2 separate regions of the Lactuca sativa genome follow, and region 2 is linked to region 1. Evidence: chromatin contacts called from public Hi-C data. All regions are on one chromosome and are shown on one strand. The core of a region is the stretch at or near the end of the contact, and the rest is flanking DNA. Distances in the headings are between cores, read along the strand shown. Region 1 holds the start of LOC111895248. Region 2 holds the start of LOC111895292.

The links. A called contact is a pair of places that touch in the nucleus more often than the background predicts.
Region 2: a Hi-C map of seed shows a contact between it and region 1, with 4 times the contacts expected there. The contact joins the promoter of LOC111895292 here to the promoter of LOC111895248 in region 1. A contact is called at or near these places in 2 of 4 Hi-C or Micro-C datasets (leaf and seed).

Annotation. Positions count from the first base shown.
Region 1 is chr9:95,453,755-95,458,069 of Lsat_Salinas_v11, reverse strand. It overlaps LOC111895248, which reads right to left and starts at 2,161. Exons shown (of 3, transcript XM_023891338.3): 1 at 2,006-2,161; 2 at 1,787-1,892; 3 at 615-1,098. The coding sequence starts at 2,038. The coding sequence ends at 926.
Region 2 is chr9:96,336,394-96,341,020 of Lsat_Salinas_v11, reverse strand. It overlaps LOC111895292, which reads left to right and starts at 2,098. Exons shown (of 2, transcript XM_023891384.1): 1 at 2,098-2,192; 2 at 2,315-3,065. The coding sequence starts at 2,098. The coding sequence ends at 3,065. LOC111895270 (60S ribosomal protein L35) reads right to left here. Exons shown (of 4, transcript XM_023891360.3): 4 at 4,524-4,627.

The DNA of each region.
Region 1 (4,315 bases), core at 912-3,411:
TTAGAATTTTTTGGAAATTTATTTTAAGAAAAAATTGAAATCCTTAAAAAATGACAACTGGAAAATAATAATTTTAAAAATTCTAGAAAATGACATATATCAAAATGAAAGAAAAAATGACAAGTATCAAAAGTATTTTCATTTATTAGGTAGGATATAATAATAAAATATAACAATAAATACATATTAATTTCATTAATGGACTTTCTTTTAATTTCAAAATTACTAAATTAAAGTCATATTAGTTTCATTTGTTTATTCATCTAAATTATTTGTCTAAATTTAAAAATAAAAAAATAAAAAAAAAACCTTTAATTTTAATAATTCAATATTTTTCACTTTTCTTATAAATTCACACTTTTGAAATGTTTAAAAATTTATATTTTATTTTTCTTTCAAATAAACTCATACAATATATAGATCAAACATCTAGTTTGGCCAATATATTAAATGATTACTTCCATTTTATATGTTATTTACAATCTATTCTTGAACCCCCAATCACTCATTTAGTCTGGCATGGTCCAAATACTTCTTGTTCCAACCATAAATCTTGATTTCGAGTACAAGTAATTAACAACTTTCAATTAAAAAACGAGAATAAGAATATGAAATGGACCAACATATTCAGTTTCATTTATTATTATAAACAGGAGAGCTAGCTACCACAATAAGGACAATCCTCACATGACATCACATATAAAGTGACTTCTTCCCACTAAGATTCAATATCCCCACCCAACCCCACCTGAATTTACTGAAATACCCTTATGTCATCTCGGGCAATCTGGTCATTTCCCTTTTGTTTCAGGATGGTAAGATCAATAATAATACATACATACATACATACATACATGCATAGATTAGGGGAGGCATGAAAAAGTAGCTAGACGTTAATGAGTCACCATGTTATGCCATATTTTAATTACTCATCATCATCATCCTTGTCTGAGTTGTTTGATTTGTTATCAGATATCATTTTTTGAATCAACTCGCTCGTCTCTGATTCCGACATCTGTCGACTTGCTCCTGTTGATGACTGAGACTGCAAGTACGACTCAAAGAACTCCTTGTTCTCTTTCTCTAACTCCTTCCACACTGCATGTTATGTGTAGGGTTTTGTTTCACTTTTAATAATAATGTGATCATATTTAACAATTTCGGTTAGGATCATGGTTATATATATATATATATATATATATATATATATATATATATATATATATATATATATATATATATATATATATATATATATATATATATATATATATGGATCGGATCTACTGTCCATTTTCTTTCCAAAAGAGTCCTTTAACAAATAGTGAGTTTCCAACATAATCTATACACGTAGATTTGAGTGTGTCTAGCTAGTTGATGTGGGACTTACACATGACCCCTAACATGGAGGCTCAATGATGGCTTTGATATCATGTTAGATATGTTAAATTGTTGATTTTCTTTCCAAAAGAGCCCATAAGGAAGAGAGGGGAGACGCCAACATATATACAAGCAGTAGGAGGGGACTGTGTCTAACCGATGTGACTATAGGTTTTGATTAGATGATGACATGTGTGCTAGATGTTTATTTTGATACCATGTTGGAGATATAGATTTCTTGATTTTTTTCGAAAGATAACTCTTAAGAAGAGAATGGAGACTCCAACATATATTGGGATTGTGTCTAGCTCTAGCTGATCATGTGTGTATGGCCATGCATGCATGGTCATATATGAATGATCTGTATATATATAGTTTGAGGTAGAGGAAAGGAAAGGAAACTAACCGGTTGAGGTGATGACCGGCTTGATGTTTGCATGTTTAGATAGGGCTTCCATGCACTCTTCTTTGCTCATGCGGAAGATCAAACACTTTTCTATAAGATGTTGCACCTAAAACAAATCACACCATGCATATATATAGTTAAACTTTTAACTATGATCATCTATAAAACTTTCCATATGAATTATGAACCATATGTTTTTGTTGTTATTGTTGTTGTTACCATGTGTATGTATGAAGCTGAAGAGTCATCCATCTTAATTATCACTTTCACTGGTTTTGTGATACAAATATGGACATGTATATATGTGAAGGATTTTTGTGTTGTATAGAGAGTGATGAGAGCTAGCGATCATGAAGCAAGGAAAATGCGTTTGAAAGTTATATAGAGATGAAAATGGTGAAGGAGATGGTGGGGTGGGCCATGGAGTCCATGTGGGAGATAGATGATAACTGGTGGAGAAGGGTTTAGAGGAGATTTGGAGTTCAACATTTCTGTCTTGTAGGAATCCAATGTGGCAGCCCCCCTTCACGTGACCAGTGGGTCCCACCTACCCTAGACATTCTCTAAAGTTTCAAGACTATTCACCAATATGCTACTTGGAAAAAAAAAAAGCATCATTACCATAAAAAGACAATGAATTTATCGTCCTCAAAACCTTTTAGCAAATCAGAATGTGACATATGGCAATTCATGATCACAGATTCTAGTGAATATACATAGGGATGCTGCACCAAGCTTACTGCTGATGTGGTGACATACAGGATCGTCCATTTGTCCATGTGATGATTTGGTGCTTCATGATTGGTTGATGGAAACAAGACAAGTAAAAGACATTGATGATCTGGACTTCTTTCGGTTCTTTAAGATCATAACTTCACTGGTTCATTTTTATCTAGCTAGCCTTATATTTTTTTTATATTAATTTTACATAGATATTATGGTTTGGAACATCATTTGTACACATCCGGTGTTTCTTGAAGTTTCTGTTTTTCTTTGTGGACTCCAGTCAAGTGATTGGTTTGTCTTATTACAACTTACAAGTAGCACAAACTGTCCAAGAAGGATGAATATATGCAAACATATCTTCTTATTCAACACTTTATAGAACACCAACTCAGCCCCCACTAAAAAGAAAGAACTCTTGATGGGAGGGTTTGAGTACTTATAAAGTAAATATCTAATCCAATAGTGGAATCTTGTATGACAAAAAACATGCCACCAATAGATTGAAATCTAAAGTTATTCTTCTAGCAACTTTTAAGTTGTTCATAATACCCTAAACATCATTTGAGATGTAAATCAGACCCACACTGTAACCATTGAAGATTTCATTTTGTGTCCGTCTTTGGAATTCAAGATTCAAATAGGACTTGAATTACGTAGGAATCATTCAAGAAATTGAAAGGAATTTAATTATTTGTTAAAAGACAAAAATACCCGAATGTTATTTCTTTAACTTTTTACTCTTTAAATAAATTTTACAAGTCCTTAAGATGGGAGTGTAGTGGCTGAGGAGTGGAATACCGCACAAGAGGTCAAGGGTTCTAACCCTAACACACACAAAATATTGTTAGTATTCATTGATTGACCTCTCACGTGAACCTAAGACAGCTTGGACCACTCAGATGATACGGTTTACCATTTTTTTTAAATAAAATTCTAGTGACAACATAAGCACAGGTGGAACACATGTCCAATATACATCCTAGACGAAGTGAAATATGCATAAATCTCAAAATTACACAGATTTCTAATACAAGAGTTGGTGTTGGGGCCCATCTACAGAAACTGACAAACTACAAACTCCAAAACAATGTATCTTATACATCACATAGATACCAAACAGAAAGATGCACAGGTATTGGGACCACTACTAATATAGTATAATGATGACTACAAACTAGTTACAATTATACATACAGTCATCAAATGAGAGGTGAAAAAACCCTTAGATTATTGGGGATCGATCTAGGATAATGACCTTATCTTGAAAAGCTACCAACCTACAACCTACAACCACAAAAATCCTCATACATACCACAATTTGGTTCGACACTGTTGCTTATTGGCTAAAAGCCTTATCTAACAACCCTTATTTCATGTATTCGATAATTTTTACCTGGCTATATCATTCAACATCAGACTTAGGTGATTTTGTTACTATGTGATGTGAAATCTAGTGATAATTCCCACAAGAATATACAAAAGACCCACGTATGTAACCTTTGAAATAACTACAAAGAATAGGACAATACATTGAAACATTCAAAGGGTTTTATCATGATGAAAAGTAATGAACATCATAAAACAAAGAATAGGACAAATTTTGAAAAAGCTTCGATGAAATCTCAGACAAGCATGCGATTGGAAAGGAAAACGATGGAGAAAGACCGAACATCGCAAATTCCAATGAGGTTTACTAAACAATAAACATCATAGGCTTACTTAAACCATGCCTTAATTGAGAAAAAGACTAAACATATGATAATATTCTTTCTTGCTTTTGATATCAGGGGAACTCCAAAAATA
Region 2 (4,627 bases), core at 849-3,348, 880 kb before region 1:
ATGGTACATTTTTTTTTCTTTTGAACATTTTTGTGCAAATGCTTATAAGTCCTCGCATCTTCTTCAAACACATAATTCTTGGATCATAGATTCAGGAGCCACTGACCACATTTGTTCTAGTCAAGATTTCTGTATTTCTCTTACAAAACTTATTCACCCTCAATCTCTTGGGCTTCCTAATGGTCAGGGCACTTTTGTCAATTACATTGGTGATGTTGAAATTCATGATTCCATAACACTTCATGGAGTTTTATATGTTCCTGAATTCAAGTATAACCTTGTTTCTATTCCTAAGCTCATTTCTCATCTTAAGACTTTTGCAATTTTCACTGATGAAAATTGTCTTCTACATGTGTTTGAATCAATGATCTATATGTGTTTGAACATCATCAAGTCAAGCAGTCTTTAGTCTATAATTTCTCTATTTTTCCTTCTTCTTTGTCTTATCAAACGTATGTATTCACTATTTCTTCTAATGTTCAAACAATGTTGTGGAATAACAGGTTAGGTCATGTTCCTTTAGCCAAACTAAAAGAACTTTCTCTTATTTCTTCAAAATGTAATGAAATGAATATTAATTCATGTCTTGTTTGTGCTAAAGCTAATCAACATAAATTACCATTTCCTATCAGTGATACTATATCTAAAAATCCTTTTGACTTGATCCATGTTGATATTTGGGGACCTTATAAACATGCTACATATGATGGTTTTAAGTATTTTATCACCATTATTGATGATCACAGTAGGCATACATGGGTACACTTGATGTCACAAAAACATTATGCCTTGCATCTTGTCAAATCTTTTGTAAAAATGGTCAAGGCACAATTTCATACAATGGTCAAAGTTATCAGAACAGATAATGCTATGGAGTTGGGATCTAGTTCAGAAGGCATTTCATTTTTTCAAGATAATGGTATTTTACATATGAAATCTACTCCCTACAATCCTTAACAAAATAGAGTTGTTGAGAGAAAGCATCAACACATTTTAGCCACCTCCAGAGCTCTTTATTTTAAGTGAAGAATTGGCATTGCTTACTGGGGCGATTGTGTCAAGACTGCAGTTCATTTAATCAATAAAATTCCTTCCAAAGTTCTAGATGGTCAAAGTCCTTTTCAAATTTTGTATAAAGAACAACCTTCATTTGATCAACTAAGAAGTTTTGGCTGTTTGTGTTATGTTTCATCATTACCTCAAGGAAGAGATCAATTCATGCCACATGCTAATCCATGCATTTTTATTGGTTATCCTCCTGGTCAAAAGGCATACAAAGTTTTAGATTTGGTACCCAAATCTATTTCGATTTCAAGAGATGTCAAATGCTTTGAGAATAATTTCCCATTACACTCATCAGATCGTTCTTTATCACTTCTTGACACGAATTCTTTCATTCCCACTCCTATTTCTGATCCTGTTGTTCAAAATTCCAATTTTACCCTTGATCCTAATTTTATTCCCAGTTCTGGTAATAATGTTTCTCCAGCTACTTCTTTCTTACCTGATTCACCTATTCAAGAACCCTTATTAAGGAGAACAACCAGAATATCTCAACCACCTATTCATCTTCAAGATTATATTTGTAATTCTGTTGTTAGAGATACATCTTCTTCTTGTTCTCACACTCTCACCAATTTATGTATTGGTCTTCATTCCCAGATTCAAAGTGTTTATTTAGTTGTTACCAAAACCTCATCCCATTTTCCACACATGGAAATTGAACCTGCTTTTTATCATTAAGCTAAAGTTAAGCCTCAGTGGGAAAAAGCTATGAGAAAAGAGTTACTAGCTTTAGATGGAAATCACACATGGGAAATCGTAAAACTGCCATAAGGGAAGAAACCAATTGCTTGTAGATGGGTATTCAAAATCAAATACAAAGCAGATGGTACTGTAGAAAGACATAAAGCAAGGCTAGTAGCAAAGGGTTTTACTCAAAAATAGGGGATAGACTACAATGAAACTTTTTCACCAGTTGTAAAGTTCACCACTGTTAGATGCATGGTTTCTATAGCCATGAAAAGGGGTTGGAATGTACATCAATTTGATGTAAATAATGCATTTCTGCATGGGGATCTTTATGAAGAAGTCTAAATGAGGCCTCCACCTGATCTTTTTCTTTCTTCTTCTTCACTTGTTGGCAAACTTAAAAAGCCATTGTATGGTTTAAAGCAAGCATCAAGACAGTGGTATGATAAGCTTTCATCTGCTCTTGTTCTTAAAGGATATCACAGTCATCAAATGATTATTCACTTTTCATAAAGAAAAATCCTACCAACATAGTCATTGTTGCCATATATGTTAATGATAGGTTGGTCACAGGAGATGATGACATAGAGATTCAATCTCTCAAGTCACTTCATAATAAATTTCAAATCAAGGATTTGGGTCACATTCATTATTTCTTGAGCATAAAGTTTAATATAGTTGCAAACGGAATGGTGATTAATCAACAAAAGTATGTCAACGAAATTATTTCTGCTTATTCAATGCAAGAACAATCTATCACTACCACTCCTTTATCACTGAAACTTCATTTATTGCCTTTAATGGAAGAACCTTTGCCAGATGTTACTATGTACAGCCAGCTCATTGGGAAATTGAATTTCCTTCTTCATACTCGACTAGATTTGGCATACTCAGTTCGGTATTTGAGTCAATTTAGCCAAACTCCATGTCAAGCTCATTACAATGATGGCATGCATGTATTACGATATCTTAAAGGCACTATAACACAATGGTTATTTTTCAATAAAAATCCTTCTTTTAACATTGAAGCTTTCTATGATTCTGATTGGGCATCATGCCCAATCACAAGAAGAAGTGTTAGTGGTTTCTTTATTTTTGGGGATACTCCTATTTCATGGAAGTCAAAGAAGCAAGTTACTATCTCCTTATCATATGCTGAAGCAGAATACAGGTCTAGGAGGCGTGTGTGTGCAGAATTAGCATGGCTAAGCCGTCTCTTATCTGAATTACAAGTGGACAATATTACCCCTATTCCTCTCAAGTGTGATAATCAAGCTGCCATTTGTATACCACGAAAGAACAAAACATATTGAACTCGACTATCATTTTGTTCGAGAGAAGCTTCAAGCTGGTCTGATTTCTTTGTCTCACGTTTCTACTCAACAACAATTGGTTGATGTCTTTACCAAACCTCTCTATGGACCAGCACATCAAGATGCAACAAACAAACTTGGGTTACTTCCATACCCCCCCCCCCCCCCCCCCCCCCGGTTTGAGGGGGGTGATAGCTTCTCTGTTCTGTTATTGTTGTTAAGGGTATTATAGTAATTTAATTACTAATTAGTTATCAGTCGTTGTTTTTTATAGAGTAGTATATATATAAAGTTCTTGTTATCTTCTTTGTAATCAGTTAATCAATACAATGAAGATTGAAAATTATTTCTTTTCTCTCAAGTTCTTGATTGTTTATAAGTTTCGACTCAGTGTTTGGAGAATCCTCCATTTGTTTGTGATTGATGACTTCTAAGTAGTTTCTAGTTCTATTTTGACATGTACTCTTCAAACTTCATGTAAATATCCTTTACCTTTAGCATAACGATATCAGGAGTTGACAGATATGTGTCATTCAATCAAAGGTTGAAGATTTATGTCTTGTTGTGGACGAAATGTGTAGATTTAGGAATAAAGTGATGTGTATGTGTAAGTTGTTCTAAAATAACCTCATATGCCATGTTTGATATGGAGTTTGAAATTGTTTTTGAAGCTTTGAATCGCTAACAATGATGGAATCTAAACGTAACTTGTTTTCATGAAATTGATAAAGATTCTAAACTTGTTTTCATGAAATTGATAAAGATTCTAAACTCATTTTTCTATTCTGAAACAATGTTTAAGTTATAAAATCGATCATTTGTTAGGAATTGCTTCTATGGATCTTTGTTTGGCTTTTAACTTTAACTTAAGGCTTCAGTGGTGATTCAAGCTCTACATATTACTCAACTTAACTTTTAATCCAGTCTACCATATAGAAATGTAATAATTTTGGTGCACTTGGTCAAATTAAAAGCTTATTTTGTTTTTACTATCTATTTGTTAAAGGATTAATAAGAAATTGGAGCTTGTATGATTTTTAAGAGAACTAAACTAAGCTTAGAATGTTTAAATTATTGGATCATCACTTGAAAGACATAGATTTGTGTAATAAAGTTCCAAAGGTTTAATGACATGTTTAGGATATTATCGGTGGCTTTTAAAAAAAGTAGAAACAACCTAGATGTATCAATGAGGTAAATAGAAACTTATAGCTTGACGTAGTATCATACTACATTATACACTCTTAAATAAAATCCATGTGACGTAGTATCATACTACATTATACACTCTTAAAACGAAAATCTAATTTTAGTGCTGAATTGTTAACCCTAACATCAACGTAATTATCCAAATCAACAAAATAAGGAGTTAAATGAATTATTCAGGTTCATATATATGGATATAGCAGCAACGATTTATAGACCAATATAAAATCAAATCAACAAGACAACTCTGCCTCAACTTCAAAGCAAAATCCAATATTTAATTGAATGCTAACAACCTTCAAATAATATCAAAACTCTGATAATAATTAAACAAAAAACGTACACAAATCCAAATT